Regions from separate parts of the Mus musculus genome. Here region 2 is linked to region 1. A link is a contact called in public promoter capture Hi-C data. All regions are on one chromosome and are shown on one strand. Each heading gives the region's core, a stretch centred on a gene start, on an enhancer-like site or on the middle of the called end of the contact. The rest is flanking DNA. Distances are from core to core; before and after follow the strand shown. Region 1 holds the start of Zdhhc8 (zinc finger, DHHC domain containing 8). Region 2 holds the start of Hic2 (hypermethylated in cancer 2).

Region 1 (5,853 bases), core at 991-3,490:
TAGAAAAGCCTGGATGTCTGCTGGGCCAATTACTCTCTTGGTGAGTGGGAAGGAGCCCCTGGTCCTTCAGCCCTTGGGCTCCCCTTCTTTTTTTGTTTTTTTCTGGTTTTTCGAGACAGGGTTTCTCTGTATAGCCCTGGCTGTCCTGGAACTCACTTTGTAGACCAGGCTGGCCTCAAGCTCAGAAATCTGCCTGCCTCTGCCTCCCAAGTGCTGGGATTAAAGGCATGCGCCACCACCGCCCGGCGGGCTCCCCTTCTTGACTGACCAGATTCTCCTCCGCACCTTGAGAGAAGCAGTTCAGACTCACAAAGAGGAGATCTAAGGGTCACTTACGCCAGGTAAAGTTTCAGGACCCGATCTAGGCCCCAAAGGTAGGCTGAGCGACTGCTTCCTTTTCTTGGTGTCTGAGGTGTCAGTGGACGGAGCCAGAAACAGGGCAGGAGGGAGGCAATGAGAGGACAGGGATTCTATCTTGAAAAAGACACCTACTCCAGGCTGGCCACCAGACCTGCCTATACCCTGGCACTGCCCAAACGAGCACAGCTGTCCAGCAGAGCCTCTTCTGAGAACAGAGCCACCTGAGTGTCAGGTCAGCAATACCCACATCTCAGGAACTCATCCAAGGGGCAGATGAGGATGCACACAGACTGAACAGGGCCCCAGTCATGCCAACTGCAGAGCCAGTTCAAGTCAGAGTAGCTGTCCCTTAAAGAGAACCCCAAACCTCAAGAGCACCCACATGCACAGCCCCAGAACACTAGCTTCAAGAACACAGAGGAAGCACTGCCCAGAAAAAACGGTAGCAACCTCAGAGACCAAAGCTTGAGGCAGAGTCAAGTTTCCAGGAACCACCTGGGTCCTCTGAATCCTCTGAAACTACTTACATTCTCTGAGGAGAGAAAGCAGGGGGAGAGGATTTTAATTTCTCTTAAAACTTTGATTCCCATATTGCATGTCTTAATTTTAGAGTTATGTTAAAAGACATCGAAATGTCCCTGTGACACCCTCTCTGCACTGAAACAGAACCCCACTCAAGACCTCTGGAAGACCGAATTTTCCAAGATATGTCCCCTCCAGTCTTAGCTCCCCAAGCCCTTCCTTAGTCCACAATCCACAACATCTGAGTGACAAGAACACAGACTTTCCCTGGAGCCAGAAATAAGCCCGTCCACACAGGCCTTTTTTAAACTTGCTCTTTGCAGCCAGTGGCACATACCCAACCCCAGCCTCCAGGTAAGGACTCTCCTCCCACAACAGGCACTGAATTCAGACTCCTACAAAGGCTGCTATATGTTTCTACAAAGTGGAAAGGGTGGCTCAGGCTCACTTACACCTGGGGCTGTCACACCTGGAAACAAATGGCCATCCCTTTGGTCACCTGAGTTGTGTCAAGGCTTTGGAATTGTAGAAAGAAACGAGTGGTCCGAGATTCAGAACCCCATGACCTATGAGCCAGCCCGGGGTAAGAAATTGAGGCTGCCTAGTGCCAGGCTGGCAAAGAGTGCTCCCTCCCCACGACTGGCAGCCTAGCCTCTGAGGTCTTTTGTGCTCCAGACTTAGAAGTGTAGGATAGAAGCCTCTCAGTGTTGTGTTCAGGGAGGGCTGAGGGCCTTGAGTAGGCTGTAGTGGCCAGTCACGGCTGTGGGGCAGGCCACACCTACGCTGAGAAACACAGAAATAAGTTGATTTTACATGCTGGCCGCGACGAGGGGGCTCACAGCTCCTACTCCCCCCCTCCCCCTAGGAAGGTTGGTGTCTGTAGGTGACACGCGTCCCCCTTCAAAGCCCCGAGGGAATGAAAGGCTGCAACCACACCCAGGGCCTGCTAGAACGCTCAGAGGCAGGCATTCACCTGTCCGTGCTCCGGGGACGCAGCCCCTCGCCGCAACCTGCTAATCCGCCCAGCCCACCGCCGCCCCCGTGGGGCACGTGCGCCCCTTCGGCTCCCACCCCCAACCTCCCTACCCCCACCCGCTGCTACCAGGCTCTGGACCCGGCGCCGACTCACGTGAATACGAAGAAGAGTGTGCTGGAACCAACCAACAGCGCGGCGGCCGTGGCCACCGGGATGTACTTGGCGGGTTTGAGGCGCGTCCCGGGGCTGCGGGGCATCCTGGGCGCCGCGCCGCCGCATCCCTCCCCGGGCCGGGCGGGCGGGGCCGGCCGGGTCGGGCCGGGGTCGGGCGCGCGGGCTGGACGCGGCGCAGGATCCGCCGCAGCGGCAGTGGAGGAAATCCCACCCCACGGGCGGCGGCGGCGCGCTGATGTCAGCGCGCCCCTTAAGGTGGACCCGGCGGCAGGGCCGCGGCGGGGGCGGGCTGAGGGTGGAGCGCCGGGCGGCCAACTCCTCTTTTGCGGGGTAGCCCGACACCCCACGCACGCGCAGCGCCCATCTGGACCGACAGGACAACGGAAAGCATGTTCTTTTTCTCTTTCTTGTCTGTCTCTTCCTTTCTTTCCTTTTTTTTTTTTTCCTTGCTACCGCAGGCCCTAACCCGGGAGCTCTCTTGGGCCTACATGCTCTCCAATCACAGTCCCGGGACAGGCTGAAGGTCCCCTGGCAGTCACTGGGGTGTGAGCGAGATTTCTATGACAAGGTAGGGGTATCATGGCTATCCAAACCTTAGCCAGTTCTCAGCCCTCCACACACTAAGAGTTAGGTCACCGAGTTCCTCTGTGTCCTGGCTCAGGCCGCAGGCTTGATTGAGGCCGTGTGTAAGAGACCTAGGAACGCCTTCGGAAAGCTGGTGTCCTAGGGAAAGTGACTGAACCCTGCTCTGGCCTTGACTAGAAAGGCTGCGCATGCTCACCACCCACCCGCGAGCAAGCCCACCTGCCCGCGCCAGGACGCAGCTGTTTAAGGTGGACCGGCCCTCCAAGGATGCTGCAGGCATCTGCATTGGCTTCCCCTAGCAGATCAGTTTTAATGTTTTGAGTAAGAACATGGTCAAACCCCACTGCTTGCCTTAGCCACTCCACAAGGCAGCAACATTTACTTTGGAAGCTTATTCAGGGCCTGAACAGGGTGCTGGCTGACGATTCCCCCAGAGCCGCCCCCAGTCCGGAGGCTCTTCTCCATCGTCCACCCCTCCCCAGACCAAGATAGTGGGAGCCTTCTTCCCTTGGTTGTTGCTATCTCCTTCTGTAGAGCCATAACCCAGAGTCCTTCAGCCACCTCCTCCCTACAACACTGCTTGTAGGCCTGGGACTCCTTGGCTCGCCCACAGCTCAGGGTCGAGTGCCTTAATGTAGAAACAGCTTTTCAACAGCATAAACAGTGATAGATTTTCTCTCAGATTTCTGTCCTGTTGGTCATTCCATGCCAGAAGACGTAGCTCAGGGTCTTCCAGCGTTGGTAAGATAGCAGTGATGTGACCTCACAGTGGAGAGCAGAGTGGATACAAACTCCTTTCCGCTCTCAGGTAAGTAAGTATCCAGCTGGCCCTCTGCATTAGGCACACAGTTCAGTTAAATTCGCCCGACTTTAATCTTGTCCTACAGCCCCTAACATAGAACGCTCAGAACCTCTAGGGCCTCTAGGGCCCACAGGAGGCTCCACGACTCACAGCTCCCCCACTGCAGAGTTCCTTTGGGATTAAGTCTACTCTCATGTTATATGTAGGGTACCAAGGCAGCCACACTACTGCCACAGTCTTGTAGGAAAATAGCAAACACTGGTCGTGGAGAGTCCAAAACAGTTTTAGGTGGGGCAGATGTAGCTGCTGAGGCCAGAGCCCAGAGTGATATGGTACCTTTCTTCCTGAATAGGGCTGGCAAGGCAGCAGGGAGCCACTGGAACACACAGCCTAGGAGAGCCGCAGAGGGCCTGAAACAGGAATGTAGAGTGGCAGCCAGCACAGCAGAGGGACTGAGATGGAGGTATAAAGCAGCACTCCCCACAACGGTGCTGACTTTCCATGCTTTCAGCTACCCACAACCCAGTTATTAAATAGAAGTCCATAAATAATTCAGATTTGTGTACGATTAGCCGGGTGTGGTGACTCATGTAATACCAGCTCTTGGAAGAGTGAGACATGGAGACTACCAGCCTTGGCTACACAGTGAAACTCATCTCAAAAACTAAAAAGCTGGGTGTGGTGGTACATATCTTTAATCCCAGCACTGGAGAGGCAGAGATAAGTGGATCTTAAGTTTGAGGCCAGCCTGGTCTACATAGTGAGTTCTAGGCTAGCCAAGCTATGTAACAAGAAACTAAAATGGTCAGGATGCAGCAGTTTGGTAGAATGCTGGCCTATTAAGGCACGGCACCACAGGGCTTAGAAGGATCTTAAATTCAAGGTTATCCTCAGCTACACAGCCAGTTCAGGGCCACCAGCCTGGGCTATGAGGCTATCTCACACTAACCATTTAATAACTATACTATGCTGCTCTCATCAGCCTTGGGTGTGAACTCCTCAGCTTCCCTATTTCCTCATTTGACACGCTGTAGCTTTCTTGTCTCAGTATCCCCAAAGTGCAGCAGTAGTGATGCCAGAGGCCCTGTGAAGCGAACTTAGGAACCTGTGCTGAGGTTGCTAAGCCCTATAGTAAGGTACAATATCCCTGATTCTATTGCAGTGTATCTGGCTTCATTACTCTGAACCTTCCACTATGTCAACTTCCAAACTTGCCACAGGTGTGTATGCACAGTAACACACAGGGCTTGGCACCCCCTTAAGTTTACAGCATCTACTGGGAGTCTTGGAATGCCCCCATGGATAAGATATATCTGTTTCTTTTATCTTTTCTTCTTCTTCTTCTTCTTTTTTTTTTTTTTTTGGTTTTTCGAGACAGGGTTTCTCTGTATAGCCCTGGCTGTCCTGGAACTCACTTTGTAGAACAGGCTGGCCTCAAACTCAGAAATCCACCTGCCTCTGCCTCCCGAGTGCTGGGATTAAAGGCGTGCACCACCACGCTCACTACATCTGTTTCTTACAGTCTTAAAACCTGTTAAGACTCCACCCTACTTGGCTCAGTCTCTGCGTCAGGATATAATACCAGGCTAGTTACCTGTTGATGTCCTTCCTCCAAACTATTGTCAATGGGGCACTCAAGACTTGAAGCAATGCATGTCTTCCTTGGCTACACCATCTATAGTATGAACCACTTCCTTGAATGTACATCAGAATACAACCTGAGCACAGGACAGCAGTGTCCCTTAGCCAGTTTGTATTTGCAGAATAGAAGGAAACCTTCTGGGTCTGAGTCCAGGATTTATGCCATGAGAGCCATCACAGCCATCCTCCTCTATTGCAGATACATGGGGAGAAATGCCAAACACTGGTCATAGGAAGAGACGTCCTACTTATAAAGTCCTCTCCCTAAGGGCATTTACCCCACTCAAAGGTTCATTTGCCTGTTACTACAAGGTAAAGGGTACTTGAACCTGAATCCTCAGTCCAGGGCCCGTGGACAGTTCTTCCAAGGCCACCTGTAGCCAATGTCTCAATTCTACTACATCAGGCCCCACTACATACACATATCTCTTCCTGGGATGGAGAAAACCAAGAAACAGCCTTTAGTTGGCTTTAGAGAGCAGCTTGGGGAATGAAAAGGTGCTTTTGCAGGAATGGGCAACGAGGGAGGTGTGAGTATGATAAAGTACATGTCTATATGGTAATGTCACCATGAAAGCTGACTTTGAATGCTAGCTTAAATTTCTTTAAAGCTTTAAACTGGACTGTAGTGGCACACACCTTTAATCCCATTGGGCAGATGTTCTGAGTTTGAGGCCTGCCTGGTCTACAGAGGGAGTTCAAGTACAGACAGAGCTACACAGAGAAACCCTGTCTCAAAATAAAAAAAAAAAAAAAACAAACAAAAAACAAAAATAAAAAAAGAGAAGAAAGG
Region 2 (5,853 bases), core at 2,430-4,929, 1.0 Mb before region 1:
AGTGAAGAAAGGTGAACACTGAGCCAGCTACAAGCTGTACAACTTACAACAATGATCCACGCAAGAGATTTGCTGGTGCAATAGTGGCATAGATGTAGGAGTAACCAACCACTCTCTGCTTGGTCTTAAGGTCCATGTCATGACCGAGGGGATATAGCAATAAATGACTCCTAATGACATTCTGCTGTACCAACAGATCAGTGAAGCCATCATCAGAGAAGCTTCCTGGGAACTAACACAGAGACCCACAACTGGAAAATGTATAGAGAGTGAGAAATTTTGGAGCACATAGTCCTAAATAGATTGTCTTCATCTAACTCTCCTCTAAGGACTTTGGAACCTATTCATAATGAAGGCTGGAAGACTGTAAGTTCCAGAGGCGATGGATGGATGGTTCCCAGGAATCCGTGTCCTCCAGATACAACAGCACTGATACACATATGAACGCCCAGACTGTGGCCGCATGCACAGGGCTTGTGCAAGCTTAAGCCAGATGGGGTTCCACTACAGAGAGGGGGATGTGGACACAAAAACTTGCACCCCTAACCAAGATGCTATCTGCAATTGGAAAAAAAAATCAGTCTTCTCTAACGGAGTCTCACTGATTAATATTTGTCACACTTCAGGGCAGTCCACATGCCCAGGAGTCGATGACCAACACAATATAAACTGAATGGTGTTTTAGCATGTTTTTTCTTCAGATTGCTTTGTCTAAGCACTTTTTTTTTTTTTTTTGAGACAGTGTTTTACTATGTAGCTCTTGCTGTCCTGGAACTCTTTATGTAGACCAGGCTGGCCTCAAACTCACAGCAATCCACCTGCCTTTGCTTTCCAAGAGCTGGAACTAATGGCATGTGCCACTATGTTGGCTTAGTCTTTTGCTTGTTTTGGTTTCTGATTTTGTGAAGTTTTTGTGTGGATGTGGTATTAGGTTTTTGGTTTTGTTTATTTTTTAAAGAGAGAGAAGAGGGCCCAGGAGACGTTGTTGGTGCACACCTTTAATCCCAGCATTCAGGAGGCAGAAGCAGGAAGATCTCTGAGTTTTTTTGTTTTTTTTTTTTTTTTTGTTTTTGTTTTTCGAGACAGGGTTTCTCTGTGTAGCCCTGGCTGTCCTGGAACTCACTTCGTAGACCAGGCTGGCCTTGAACTCAGAAATCCACCTGCCTCTGCCTCCGGAGTGCTGGGATTAAAGGCGTGCGCCACCACGCCCAGCATGATCTCTGAGTTTGAAGTCAGTTTGGTCTATATATAGAGTTCCTGGACAAAGTTGCAGTGTGAGACTTTTTTTTTTTTTTAAGTGTGTGTGTGTGGAATGGTATAGATTTGAGTAGGTAGGAGCTGGGGGAAGGGGAAAGAATGATCATATATTGTATGAAAAAAAGTTATAAAAAGGTAAAAAAGTATAAGATAAACATGGTTGTGCTGACTTAGTGGTACCTCAGGTACCAGCTAACCTAACTACCCCAGGGGTGGCACAGCTGAATCTTACAATTGTAGCTCTGCCTTTCACTCTGTTTTTTGTTGTTGTTGTTGTTGTTTTTTGTTTTTTGTGTTCCAGACAAGCTTTCTCTGTATAGCCCTGGCTGTCCTGGAACTTACTTTGTAGATAGACCAGGCTGGCCTCGAACTCAGAAATCCACCTGCCTCTGCCTCTTGAGTGCTGGGATTAAAGGCATGCGCCACCATGCCTGGCTCACTCTGGATTTTTTTATTAGCCTATATTAATTACATGTAGTAATGGGTCTCATGACATAGTCACATAGCATATTTGGACCACAATCAGCCCATTACCCTCTTTTGTTTCTTTCCCACTGCCTCTGACCCCATTCTTTTCCCCAGCTTGTCTCAGTTCTACTCTTTCTTTTTTTTTTTTTTTTTTTTTTTTTTAGATTTATTTATTTATTATATGTAAGTACACTGTAGCTGTCCTCAGATACTCCAGAAGAGGGCATCAGATTGCATTAAGGATGGTTGTGAGCCACCATGTGGTTGCTGGGATTTGAACTCTGGACCTTCAGAAGAGCAGTCGGGTACTCTTACCCACTAAGCCATCTCCCCAGCCCCATACTCTTTCTTTTTTATGTGATTTAGTGAATTTAATTAGAACTGCTTACAGGGGAATAAGTGGGTGATTATTTATAGGAGTCAGGGCAATACCAGTGTATTATTTATAGGAGTCAGTTTACCAGTGACTATAACCACTGAAAAAAATGTTCCTTCCTGTAACCATCACCTAGGGAGTGGCAGGACCACCACACTTGGCTCAGTAAGTCTTCAAAACAGCCCACCTCTAAGCTGTTCTTCATGATTGACAATTCCTTTAACACGTGCTTGATAGTTCTTTTTTGTTTTTCCTTTCTGAGGCAGGCTCACTGTGTAGCCCTGGCTCAACTGGAAGTCACTATGTAGTCAGACTGGCTCTAATTCACAGAGATCTGCCTCTTTCAGCCTTCAGAGTTCTGGGACTAAAGACATGCCCCATGCCACCCATTTTCAATCTATTGAGTTTTCGCCATTTCTAGGATGTTTAGGCATAGTATTCTATGTCTTGGCTAGTATAATTGACAGCAGTAGCTTTATAATTTGCTTTAATATCTGTTAGGACAAATGTACTCCTATTTCTGTTGTTTGGTGTTTCAAAGATGATAGTTGTAAAAACAATCATGTATTAGCTATGTAGCTATTGGGTAAACTAAGAATTTTAATTTTTTTTAATCTGTTATTTTAAGCTTGTACATTCGGAAAGCATGCTTGCCTCTGTGAAGGGTTATTGAATTGGGTTTCAATGTTGACTCTGGGTCACAACCTCCCTATAGAACAGCTGTAGGTTCTGGCTAGGACTTTTCTGACCTTTAACAGTGGTGGGCTTTAGTGTTTAGTGTTCAAAGTAGAGAGATGGTCATCTAATAACTCTCTAGAGAATAACTCCGTGTGAACCCCAATACATTTGGATGGCCACAAGTCTTGGGTCTTTACTGGGCTGCCTAAACTCCTGTGACCTGCGGCGGTCACCGGAACTCTGGATAAGTAAGCAGAGTGTACACGGACCTCTCCGCCCTCTGCGCAATCCGGGTCGACCTTCGCGAGAGTGGATGTAAGGATCCTAGGAGAAGTTTAGGGTTAAGACTCCCAGGCCTCTTTTCTCCTTTAAAATCAGAACCACGCAGGCCTTCCTGCAGCCCAGACAGCGGAGCAAGCAGCCTTTGGGTGCTAAACTTTATAGACTGAGATACTCTGCGTAGATCAAGGGGCTCAAACGGGCGGAAGAGGAGAGGCGCAGGCCACCTGAACCGGGTTGGTGGTGATAGTGTTGGGGGTTCTGAAGGGTCCGGGTCAGGCTCAAAACGGGTCAGTCTTCCGTTTGAGGGCTGGGCATAGACCCGTGGTAAAGAGCAGGATTCTTGTTTCGCTGGGTGTTGCCCGTCAAGTATTTTGAGGTGAGGTTGCCATCCCGTTCTGGCGCCTGCATCGGGACCCTGTAGGCGACCTCCCGTGCGCCCCTCCCCCATTACACTCTGCCGCAGCCACTGGCCCATCCCTGGACTCAGACCCCTCGGCGGCCCCGCCCAGCCTCAGGGTTCCGCCCCCACAAGGGTCCGCCTCCAGGTCCGCCCTGTCGCTCGCCCATTCAGATGTGGGTCAGGGGTGAGCGGGTGGAGCTGACGTCACAAGCTTCCAAGATGGCGCGGAGCGGGCGGCTGTGAGCAGCGCTCTGGGCGCGCTGGGCGGAGAGCCGAGCGGGGGCCGGCGGAGGGCGGACAGGGCGGGCGCGTGCAGCTCAGGTCGGGCGCCCAAGACGAGGGGCCTCTGGCAGGCACCTGAGGTAAGCGGTGTCCTCGAGGGAGGGCGACGCGGGCCGGGCGCGCCCCCGGAGAGGGGGGCGTGGGCGCGCGTGGGACGGAGCGCGCGCACGGCCCCTAGTCTCGAACCGAGGCGCACGCGGGACCCTGGACGGGCGGGGGCTTTGTGGTTCAGGTGCCCGGCGGGTTGCGGCCGGCACGGGGACTCCGGGCACAAAGCCCCCAGGGCCGCGCCAGTCCGGGGACGCGAGTCTGTGGAGCGGGGGTCGACGGGGTAGCGGGCGCCGGCTCTTTGTGCCTTTTCATTAGCAATCTAATCCGAACGGCGTCGGGCGAGCTATGCTGCCTGACAGGCGGGCGTTCTCCCATTATGCAAACGGCTGTACGCCTGCGGCTGCCCCTCACTGGAACGCTTTACGGTTTCCAGAACTGCGCTTGTGTGTATGGTCTGCAGTCCTTTTCCTCGAGTACCCTTCCTGGCTGGGGGACTGGCCGTGTCAGGGACAGGGTAGGGCTTAGAGGGCCCGGCTCCGTGGCTGGGTGGGCTTTCTGCCCTGCCCCCAGACCTTTGCTGGAGGCAGCCGCCTGGCAGGAAGAGAGATGGGCTTGGGGGGAGGGGGTCGGGTGGCAAGAGGAAGGGACTGGCTGGCTCAGGGAGTGAGCTGAGGGGCCCTAGCTTGTCATTCTCTGTTTATCTTCCAGAATGGTTCATATGCACACAAGCCTGGGTGTAAGTGCTGGGGGAAAATACCTCTCCCTGGGGGGCAGTGACTTAGGTACTTGGAGTGATTGAGGCCAGATAATACTCTCAGCGGCCGCGCCCTGAACAGTTTTGGACTACCTTGCGACGAGAGTCCCGTGCTGATCTTGGCTGGCCGGAGAGATTCAGAAGTTATTTACTTATGTGTTCTATCCCCCTCTTCACAGTATCTTTTCTAGTTATAATTGTCAGGCGCATTTGGAAAGCTGTGTTCCAGGTTCCTCACTTTCAATCAGCAGGAGGGGTGTAACACTGAGAGGCCACCCCCACTGACATATGTGGCGATGGGGGAGGGGCGGATCCTTGCCTATAGGAATCCTGTGACTGGACTGTTACTGGGGTTTGCTAGCTGTGGCTTTTGCACCTAGGACCAGGAGATTCGGCAGGTCGTGGAGGGGCTCATCTTCTAGGCTGAACTTGGGATTTCCAATCTAGGACAAAGGTTGGTGGGATGGAGGCAAACCCTAGAGGGATGCCACATTATTGCTTCTGATTCCTCCTGGCCTTGCCCCTCCACTGTTATCTGCCCGTATCTGGAATCCCTGGCTTTCAAGCAGACATTTTTAGGATCGTAGTCTGTGTAACCACTCTGTAGCTCTGTCTCTCGAAAAAGTATGCTGGGTGGAGCAGAGCTCCTGGAGTAGTCTGAAAGAAAGCAGATGGTCCAGCCTCAGGCTGGCCTCTAGAGACAAATGTGTGGCCAAACCTTCCCACTAAGGTTTTTGCAAGAAGTCATGTGCCTGCAGGTGATCTTTCTGTCCTATGCAGTTTTTTAATGAAAACCTCTGAAACCTACAGGGTAGACTTGGGAAAAGTTGTCCAGTCTTTGCATTGCCTGCCTGCTTGCTGCGAGGGGAGCAATGCTGTTCATTCAGTTTACTAATTTGGCTCCTGGCTTTCTGCAGGTTAGTTGTAAGGTGTTGAGAGTGCTTGTTGGCCAGCTTGTCTGGCTGTTTGAGTTCGGCTGTGTGCCCAGAATTTCTTCCTGCAGTGTTTTCCTGCCAGTTGTTGGGACTTGTACATTAGTCACTGAGCTTTTACGAGCAATTCCTGAAAAGAAAAAAATCTCCCTCTGATTGTTGGCTTTGCGTGTAGGAAGAAGCAGCTCGAGGGAGCCCTGTGTTTAAAGCAGAACCAAAATGATTTGCTGTAATTGCTAGAAGGAGAAGAGGTGCAAACAGGGCAGGGGCGGTGCAGCCTGTTCTGCTGCATAGTACCTGCTCTGAGGACAGGTAGACAGGGTTCCTTCCTTCCGCACTTCCTGGTCTTGGCCAGCAGCCTAGCCTTTTCCAC

Evidence for each region. Promoter capture Hi-C pulls out the DNA fragments that hold promoters and counts their contacts.
Region 2: a contact with region 1 is called in a promoter capture Hi-C map of liver, with 5 times the contacts expected there. The contact joins the promoter of Hic2 here to the promoter of Zdhhc8 in region 1. A contact is called at or near these places in 2 of 39 promoter capture datasets (cranial neural crest and liver) and 1 of 115 datasets of contacts at active chromatin or transcription factors (pancreatic cancer cells).

What each region holds. Positions count from the first base shown.
Region 1 is chr16:18,232,896-18,238,748 of GRCm38.p6, forward strand. Zdhhc8 (zinc finger, DHHC domain containing 8) reads right to left here and starts at 2,241. Exons shown (of 11, transcript NM_172151.4): 1 at 2,012-2,241. The coding sequence starts at 2,115.
Region 2 is chr16:17,229,908-17,235,760 of GRCm38.p6, forward strand. Hic2 (hypermethylated in cancer 2) reads left to right here and starts at 3,680. Exons shown (of 3, transcript NM_178922.3): 1 at 3,680-3,823.